2 separate regions of the Mus musculus genome follow, and region 1 is linked to region 2. Evidence: chromatin contacts called from public HiChIP or PLAC-seq data. All regions are on one chromosome and are shown on one strand. The core of a region is the stretch at or near the end of the contact, and the rest is flanking DNA. Distances in the headings are between cores, read along the strand shown. Region 1 holds the start of Mmp25 (matrix metallopeptidase 25). Region 2 holds the start of Zfp13 (zinc finger protein 13).

The links. HiChIP or PLAC-seq counts read pairs in DNA pulled down with a chosen protein or histone mark.
Region 1: a contact with region 2 is called in an H3K4me3 HiChIP or PLAC-seq map of embryonic stem cells, with 40 read pairs. The contact joins the promoter of Mmp25 here to the promoter of Zfp13 in region 2. A contact is called at or near these places in 5 of 39 promoter capture datasets (the 3T3-L1 cell line, hippocampal neurons, liver and 2 more), 6 of 15 datasets of contacts at CTCF or cohesin (the G1E-ER4 cell line, the NIH/3T3 cell line, embryonic stem cells and 3 more), 29 of 484 Hi-C or Micro-C datasets (CD4 T cells, the G1E-ER4 cell line, the HL-1 cell line and 21 more), 12 of 115 datasets of contacts at active chromatin or transcription factors (double positive thymocytes, effector CD8 T cells, embryonic fibroblasts and 6 more) and 3 of 9 other capture datasets (adipose tissue, liver and pancreatic islet).

Annotation. Positions count from the first base shown.
Region 1 is chr17:23,643,762-23,648,452 of GRCm38.p6, forward strand. Mmp25 (matrix metallopeptidase 25) reads right to left here and starts at 1,508. Exons shown (of 10, transcript NM_001033339.4): 1 at 830-1,508; 2 at 278-410. The coding sequence starts at 1,093. It also overlaps a transcript of Bicdl2 not described here.
Region 2 is chr17:23,583,281-23,588,359 of GRCm38.p6, forward strand. Zfp13 (zinc finger protein 13) reads right to left here and starts at 2,972. Exons shown (of 6, transcript NM_001356268.1): 1 at 2,681-2,972; 2 at 2,158-2,294. The coding sequence starts at 2,214.

The DNA.
Region 1 (4,691 bases), core at 258-2,757, 59 kb after region 2:
CCTGAGACCAACATCTTTAACTTCTTGCAATTTAGGCACTCCCTGCGGTTTAAAGACTCCGAGCCATGCTGGGCAGTGGTGGCGCACGCCTTTAATCCCAGCACTCGGGAGGCAGAGGCAGGCGGATTTCTGAGTTCGAGGCCAGTCTGGTCTACAAAGTGAGTCCAGGATAGCCAGGGCTATACAGAGAAACCCTGTCTCGGGAAAAAAAAAAAAAAAAAAGACTCTGGGCCAATCATAGAGGCAGGCTTGTCCCGCAGCGTGGTGGGCTACCTACCCATTTGTCCAGTCTCAGGTAGTCCGGCAAATCTCTGCATGACTTTGATTGCATCCTGCAGTTTCTCAAGACTCTGCATCTGGGCGTGGACAGGATCCGCCGGTGGCAGGTAGCCATAGCGAGTCAGCCATTCCTAGATCACAGGATAGGATTGATGAAACTCTAAAAGGATGGGGCTTTCCCTTCTCACTATTTGAAAGTCCTGCCCTTCAGGGTAGGCAGAACCTCAGCTCCTAGCCCTGAATGATAGAACCTATCTCCCTTATACACACAATCATGGCCCCTATCCCCCAGCCCTGAGTTTGCCACCTTTATAGAACCAGCAGATGAGGCCCCAGCTTCCCATTTTAGCTCCTTTTCAAACTTCTGAATCTCAGCCACCAAACCTCCTGATAGAGACAGTATTCCAGAGCTCCAAGAGCCCACCCTCAGTCACTCTTCAGAACATTTGAAGCCAACCCCCTCTTCCCTTCAGACCAGAAGTCCGCCCCCACCCCCCCTTTCCTTTTACAGGTTCTGTGTGATCCCAGTTGCGGGTGGACCCCAGCTCACCACGCCCATGCTCACGACCTTCGCATCGGGATTCTGAGCGCGCACCGGCAGCAGCGGAACCAACAGAAGCGCCAGCAACGGGAGACCGAAAGCCGGCAGCCTCAAGATGCGTTCAGCTTGGACGGACCGCGGAGGCACGCGAAGAGGCCCTGACTCCCGCCGCCGTGGAAGTCTGGAGGAGGTCAGGGACCCGGTGCAGATCCAGGGAGCCGACACAAGGTAGTAGAGACGGGCAGGAGAGATCTGGGATCCTGGGAAGCACATCACGGGCTGAACGGCGATAATCGAGGGTCCAGGTGGCGCTGGGGAGTGGGGGTCCTGAGAGCGTGGAGAAGGCTCAGGAGGGGACAGAGGTCCGGCAAAGAGGTCCCCTACTCCTGTCTCCTCCAGGTCCAGCCTGGGCGAGGCGCCAACTGCCCAATATGCTAGTGGGAGCCTGGATGAGGCGGGGCTCACCCAGAGAAGCGTTAAGGGCGCGGTAGGGGAAGTAGCCCAATCTTCCAACGTCAGTGTCCAAGAGGAGGGTCAGGGGCTCTCCCTGTTCCCCACCGGCACGCAGGGACTCTCCTATGAGCTTAAGGGCCAGCTACAGTGGGGCAAGCCGGCTGACAAGTCCTCTACTCCGCCGTCTCAGTCTAAAAGTTTCTGTTCCCAGATCCATGCTCTGTCGCAGGGCTCTCTTCTGCTTCCTCAGGACCGCGGGCCGGGGGCGGGGTGGCCGGAGCTCCCCTCCCCCCACGCATCCTGCCGCCCTGCCGGGGGACCCCAGGCTGCCGGCCGTCTGAGCTCCGTAGCTTCCTTTCGCCGCGGGATCCTAGCCGGGCCCAGCTGTGCGCAGTATGGTTGCCCCGAACCATTGTTCCAACCCACCCAGATGTATGAGCCTCTGTTTTGAGCACAGAGCTCTGGCACCTCTAGACTCTAAATTCAGGTCCTGTTCCCATCTCAAAGTCCCCCCACCCCTCTCTGGACTAAGTTTAGGGTTTTTTGTTTATTTGTTTGTTTTGGTTTTTTTGGGGGGTGTTTGTTTGGTTTTGGGGTTTTTTGGAGGGTGGGTGGGCGGGTTTTTTTGGGTTTTTTTTGTTTGTTTGTTTGTTTGTTTTTGGTTTTTTTCGAGACAGGGTTTCTCTGTATAGCCCTGGCTGGAACTCACTTTGTAGGCCAGGCTGGCCTCGAACTCAGAAATCCGCCTGCCTCTCCCTCCCGAATGCTGGGATTAAAGGCGTGCGCCACCACGCCCGGCCGGACTAAGCTTTTTAAATCCAAAAATCTGCACACCAGGAGAAAAGCAAACGGAAAAAAAAAAAAAAAAAAAAAAAAAAAAAAAAAAAAAAAAAAAACACAATCACTGAGGAAAAGTTGAGGACCTGCAGAGCCTCCTCTCCAGCTAGAGAAACGCAGAGTACGAGATCTGATTTAGGTGAACAACGGTTGAGAGCACTCAGGAGTAATCAGGGTTCAGGCTGCGGGTCAGAATGGAAGGAAAGTGGTGAAAGGAATGTGTTGACTGCTCCGGGCCTGGAGCCACAGGAGGAGCTCCATTTGCATCTTAGACAAAATAAATCGTGGGCAGGATGTAGAAGCTGCAGATGTAACTTGGTATCCTGTATTCTTCTGCAGAGCTGTGGACAAATACCGCAGTCTGGGTGACTTAATACAAAAATTCGTTTTCTCACGGTCCTGGAAGGTCCAGGAGCCAGCGCTCGGTTTCTCCTGAGACCTCTAGGCATAGAGAGTGCCACGTCTCTTCACATGGTCATATCTGGATCATGACACCCCTGGTATGTCTTCCCCAGACCTTGAAGTAAACACATTACCAAGCAATGAGAATTAGAAATTCAGCATAAAAATACATAGGACATCCTCTGACTTTATTTTTTCTTTTATTTTTTTAAACCTTTTATTGATTCTCTGTGGAGTTTCACATCGTGTACCAAATCCCACTCATCTCCCCGTTCCTTCATATCTGCCCTCCACCCTTGCAACCTACCCCCAAAAGAAAACAAAAACCAAACCAAAACAACAACAACAACAAAAAATGTATTAAAAAACCAAACCAACTCGTCGAGAAAGCTGTAGTGTGCCACTGTTTTCTCACAATATACCCTTTTGTCCACACATTGCAAGTGTTCATTGCAATGAGTGCTTGCTTTGATTCAAGGCCCCTGGCTGCTGCCACACCATCAATACCAGATCCTCACTGGGACTTTTTTGAGACATCCTGTTACAGTCCTGTGTCATGGAGTTCCTGCAGCTTTGGATCTGCAGGTTCGGCCCCGTCATGCACTCCAGCAGTTCATAGATGAGGTAGATGTTGAGATGCGCCAACTCCAAGCCCTGGATCTGGGCCTGGGCGGCAGCTGAGCTGGTCAGCCAGCCAGTTCTCCCACACCCACACCTCCTCCAGGGTGAGCTCTCCAGCACTGCCCTGGCTACCTCACCCAGTATGGGCAAGGGCCAGAGACCGCTCCGCTGTTCTCATGCACTGGAACTGGCTCCCCTGAGCTACTGCCACCAGAGCCAGGCAAAATGAAGGGCCTCGCTCTCAGAGTTCCTCAACCAATGAGGGGTGGGGCCAGCTCTGCCCAGCCCTTGAACATCCACATGGTCCCAGGCGGCACCCCAGACCAGGGGCATCCAAATTGTCTCTAATGGTAATATGAGCCATAGACATCAACACAAACCCCTGCTGCTACATGGCTACAGATGCAGACTTGGCCGTCCGCAGCAGCAGGAGCCATCCGTGATTTCACTGTGGTCTCAGATGGAAGGGCAAGCTACTTATATCAGGCTGCCTCTCTCTCCACCCTCGAGTCGGCAGCTCTACCTCTCTTCATAACGCACAGCTGCTCCTCTTCTCTTTCTCTCCCATCTAGCCACCACGTACTTCCACAGAGTGGAATAAGTGGATAAGCCGTGCAGCAGGTGGGCCTTTGGGTGTCCTCTATCTGCCTACACCACTTGTCATGGCTTCAGAAGAGCCTTGGGGTATCCTCCATTTACCCATGCCACGTGGCAAGGAAGCTGGTGGGACTGTGGGTACCTACAGCCTGCCCATGCCTCCTGGTAGCTGGCTGGTCTTTTTTTTTTTTTTTTTTTTGAGACAGGATCTCCCTGTGTAGTCTTGTTGACAGAGATCTGCTTGTCTCTGCCTTTTAAGTGCTAAAATTATAGATGCCACCATGACTGGCCGAACCCTTTTTGAAGATTTACTTTATTTTTATTATTATTTTGTATGTGTGTGCCTATGTTGTAGTGGGGTGCCCACTGAGGGCAACAGGGCATCAGATTTCCTGGCAGTGGTGGTAATGGTGGTAGTGGCAAAAGCCTTTACTCATAGCACTCTGCAGGCAGATATCTGAGTTTGGGACCAACCAGATTTACAGGGTAAACCTGGGCTACATAAAGAAACCCTGTCTTGAAAAGCCAAACAAACAAAAAAAACCTAAATTTTACTTGGTAGCCTACTCTGTATGATCTTGAGCTCATAGCAATCCTCCTGCCTCAGCCTCTGGAGATTACACGTGTGCACCACTATACCCATCAAGGAATGGCTTTTTTTTTTTTTTTTAGATTTTATTTATTATATGTAAGTACATTGCAGCTGTCTAAAGACACCAGAAGAGGGCGTCATATCTCACTATGGATGGTTGTGAGCCACCATGTGGTTGCTGGGATTTGAACTCAGGACCTCTGGAAGAGCAGTCAGTGTGCTCTTACCCGATGAGCCATCTCACCAGCCCAAGGAATGGCTTTTATTGAACCTAGGTGGTGAGGCTGTGGCAGGAGTACTCTGACTCTGAGGAGAGGTAACCAGCCACGTGGCACTCATAGAAATGAATAAACGGGTTATTTAAGTTAC
Region 2 (5,079 bases), core at 1,722-4,221:
TTAATTCTAGGACAGCCAAGGCTATACGGAGGAGGGAAGGAGAAGGGGGGAGGGAGAGGAGGAAAGAAAGAAAGAAAGAAAGAAAGAAAGAAAGAAAGAAAGAAAGAAAGAAAGAAAGAAAGAAAGAAAGAAAGAAAGGGAAAGGGAAAGGGAAAGGGAAAGGAAAGGAAAGGAAAGGAAAGGAAAGGAAAGGAAAGGAAGAGAAAGAAGAGAAAAGAGAAAAAGAAAGAAATCAAATCATTGGAACTTTAGCCCTACATCCAGTGATTCAGATCTTGATATGAAGAGAAGGTACAGTCAGATCTGGTGGTGCTAACTTGGGAAGCTGAAGCAGGAGGACAGCAAGTTCAAGACCTACCATGGCTACTAAGAGAGTTCAAGGCCACATAAAAAACTTAGCAAATCTGTTTCAAAAATAAAAGGCTGAAAGAGGCCTTGAGATGGAACTTAGTAGAAGACTGCCTGTAATGTGTCTAAGGACCAGGGTGCAGCCCTTAGTGTGTGTCTCTCTCCGTCCCTCCCTCCCTCCCTCCACAGACACGCACAGGCAGGAGGCTGGGGAGCATAGCTCAGTGACAGAGTGCTTGTTAGGGTTACTAGGTCTGACCCCCAGCACTGTCCAGAAACAAACAACAAACAAAGGCACGGAGGTTGGAAAAATGGCTCAACAGTTAGAGCACTTACTACTGCTGCAGAAGACCTGAGTTATGTTCCCAGCATCCATGTTGGACAGCTTAGAGCGACCTGGAACTCCAGCTCCAGGGAATTTCATGCTCTCTTTGGACCACAAGCATCTGTGTTCTCTGCCCCCCACCGTCACACACACACACCATACATACATATAAATAAAAATAAGTAAAAAAGAGGAAAGAAGGAGGAGGAGGCACAGAGAACAAGATGGAGCCACACACATACTTGGCTCTAGGAATAGCCAGAGCCATGAAAAGTCTCCCTTCCTGAAAGCCATCCAAGGGAGCAGGCCTTGTACAGCTATGAGAGACTAAACCCAGGTGCCTAAGCCTCTCCGTTAATGGGAACTTCCCAGGCAGTCACAAGAAGCCAACACACCCAGGCTGGAAGATACAAGAAGGGCCTGAACCACCAAGCTCTAAAGCCTCCCTTACACTGGGGGGTGAACGCCTGATGAGTTCCCACCTAGAAACCATGATGGAGCCAGTTGGCCTTCCCCTCCCTGCCTGGGACTGACTGCTGGTCTGGACTCAGCTGCTCTATCGCCTGCATAAAACAGTTAGAAGGTTGAATGAGAGACAGTTGTCTACTCCAGAAAGTTCTAGATAAACAAAGAGCAATGCAAGCAATTACAACTGTTGCTCCACCAGTGTGCAGCTGACAGGGTATGACATCAGCAGAGAATGCAGATACACAAGGCTCACTGGGTATCAGAGGAAGGGACACTGGATACTGGTAACAATTCTTTAAGTGTCTACACCATAAAAGCAGCAGTACTTGTACCAGTGTATATTTATTAATAGTTATAACACCAACAGAACTAGGTGGGAGGATCCCAGTCCCGCTGACTTGGTCTGGTAGTTCTGGGTGTTCTCGCTTCATGGACCACAGGAGTCATCAGTTACAGGCTCACAAACTGCTTACAGACGACTCACACACTCATTATCTCCTTCGAGCCTACCAGTGACCTAGTAAGACAAGTGGGAGTGAGTCAACTTTACACACAGCACAAGTAGTTCCCACAGAGCAGGGCTGCCCAAGGTAACACACCAGGCCTGAGGCTGAGTCAGAATCCTCTAGCTCCAAGACCGGGAGTCCAAGCCTGGACCCACAAAGATGGCGATTACACACACACACACACACACACACACACACACACACACGCACGCACACACCTAGTAACAGGCAGAACTAGAACTTGGACACAGAGAGGTAAGCTATGAGGAGGTGCAACCCAAGAGAAAGAAAGTGGGCAGTAGAGGACTTTCCTGTGTTCTGTGGGCACTATGCCCCTTACTGGACAGAACAAAACCAGTTACACTGAAAAGACCAGTTGGAAGCTATTTTCCATGATTACACCTCTTCTCCCACAGTGACTCTCATGCTTCCTTTTGTCCAGACACAGGTTTTGAAAACACCCTCTCCTACAGTTCAAGGCATCCCTCCCTAGCTAGGATCCCAGGATACCTCATGGGATTTCTCCTCGTTCTCAGTAGCCGCGATGCTTTGACTGTCTGCAGACATCTTCCACTTCAGAGCCAGGAAAAACAGCAAATGGTTCTTTCCCTTGCTAGTCGAGCCCCGTCCAGGTTTTAGCCAAGAACCTGGAAAAGAGGAAAGTAATCACTACCGTAGGAACACTTCCAAAGTGTCCAGCACTCCCCATGCCTGACCACAGTGCATACGAAGTCTGCCAGCCCCTACGGTGCCCCGCGGTGAATGATATTTTCTGGTTTCTCGGAAAGGAATGGTATTGTCCCCTTTGTCACTGAAGCAAGAGCCCTAAATCTCAGTGAAGCCAGGTGATGGCAAGTGAGGGCTGAATCAGGGCTTCTTGTCAATGAGGTGCAGAAACTTCTGCGGAGAGCCTGCCAAGGAGGCGCCAGTGCGTTGATGCCTGCTGTGTGCCCCAGCCGGACACAGAGCTTCGCCTGAAACCCACAAATTAGCTGCCACCGTCAGCCGTTCTCTCAAAGCTGCAGCTTCCCACCTGGGAACGATCATCGTGGTCGTGGTCTGGGTGGTACGTGTCCTCATCTTCCCAATCCTGGGTCCAGCCCCTTCATTATCGCTTGCCAGCATTCCACCTTTGACCCTGCCCCCTTCTGCAAGCTGACTGCACGAGCCGATTTCCATGTGCCTTCCCTAGCATCCCCTTCACACAAGGAGGAAACAAAGGAGACCCGGGGGTGAAGGTGGGAATGGAGACCCCCTCCCTAGAGTGAAACCAGTGTCTGCAGCCAGAACAGAACGGATGGAGAAGCCCGGTGGAGGCTGGGATTAGGGACAACAGGAAGTTCCTTCCAGATCCCATTCCCCAACTCAGCTGTAGCTTTACAGAGTTCCCAGATTTGAGGGTTCCGGTCCTGGGGTCCCTTGCCTCTGCTGCACCTGCTTTTGGCTTGGGAGAAAGTGTCAGTGCTGGCTCTCAACGCTTACTATACCCAACGGTATCTATAAACACGAAACAGAAAAAACGGAAGATGCTCTGAGCCTTGTGGCACATGCCTTTAATCCCAGCACTCGAGTGGCAGAGGTAGGCAGATCCTTGAATCCTTGAGTTCGAGGCCAGCCTCGGCTACAGGGCGAGTTCCAAGACAGCACAGAGAAACTGTCTCAAAAACAAAACATAATTTCTGGTGTTTTGTGACTCAAAGACAGCACTGTAGTCATCATAACGGAGCAGCATTATTGCGCTGAATGGAAGGAGCAGAGCCATTCTCTCTCGCACACCACACCCACACATCAGAAGGTCTTTTACTCCTCTGGAGCACTTTGGACCCTCCCAAACTGGCAGAGTGCTCCATCCCTGAGTGCACTTAGGAAACAGGATGAGACTCTCTGTAGCCCACCCTGATGCCTACCTGTCTACAAGATGGGAGAGGAATTGGATTTTAAAAGAATCATTTAGGCTCGATAATAGAGGCGTATGGAGACTGACCCAGGGTGAATTTGAGAGAGGGGGAGGTATGGGGGATGAGTATAGTTCAACTACATTGTACAGAACTCTGAAGAACTAGATAAGATATCATGGATTTGTTGTCTCCGCTATGTAGCCCTAGCTTCCCTGGAACTCACTATATAGACCATGCTGTCCTCTAACTCTCAGAGATCTGAAGATACTATGGTTTTTAAAAGACAGAGAGTGGGGTGGAGGGGTGGAGTGATGGCTCAGAGGTTTAGAGCATTGGCTGCTCTTCCAGAAGACTTATGTTCAATCTCTAGCACCCACGTGGTGGTATTCCTAGCAGATCTGACACCCTCTTCTGAATTCCAAGTGTCTTGCACCCACATGCCACACAGACATATATACAACAAAATATAATAACTTTTAAATAGGGGCTGATTCAGTTGTCCAAGATCCTGATGCTACCTTCAGACCTGGGGAACTAAGGCTCTAAGGGGGAAGAAAGTGACTGTGCTTCTCATTCCATCCAGAACAGGTCATAGCAGTGTTAGGAGAGGGGTGGAGTCTTAGCCTGAGAACACTTCCTGGGGCGGAATGGTCTGCAGGAATTCATCCTGTGCCTGCTGGCTACAGCTCATCACTCATCGAGTCTTTTGAGACTGGATCTTTCATTCCAAAAGGCAAATACTAGTGGCTGAACAGTGGTTTGATCCTATAATCTCAGAAGTGATCAGGAGGCTGAGGCAGAGGAGTACAAAAAGTGAAGCCAGGCAGAGAGGGCTACATAATTCACAGAAACTAGGGCTACGTGGCAAGAAATTGTCTTTAAAATTTAACAACAAAAAGGAGCAACCCTAGTTCCCTGCACAAGTTCATGAAAGAGTAGTAAACTCAATGCTCCAAGGTATGCTAATCATAAAACAGATTCCTTCCTCCACCCACCCGCTTCCTGGGTTCAAAGAGTATTCATTCAAAGAAAGTCACCCTGACCCACCCTGACCACTACTGGAACCCACTATGCAAAGGTGCTATTGCTAGGGGCTCTTAGATTGTTAGGGGCTCTTAGAAACTGTCTTGAGAGATAACCTGACACTTGTGACTTTGTACTTCCTTGTGACTCTTAACTGGTATTTTTGGTATTTTCCAACAACGCCCTTCCCACCTCCTTGAGTTGTGGTTTTTTCCTTTAAATACCCCCTTACCCAGCTACTCGGGGCGCCACGGTCCTCTACCTCTACCTCTTTTATTCAAGAGCGCTCTTGAATAAAAATCCTCTTGCAATTTGCAGCAAGACCATTTCTCGTTGGTGATTTTGGGGTGTCGCCTCTCCTGAGTCAGAACGTGGGGGAGTCCTCACGTTGTGAGTCTTTCATTCACAAGCATGTGATGTGGGCTCACTGGGCTTAATTTCTTTTAAATTTGCTACAGTGGGTGTCACAGGGTTGGGATTCTGATTAGTCAGAAGACTGAGTCATAAGAGT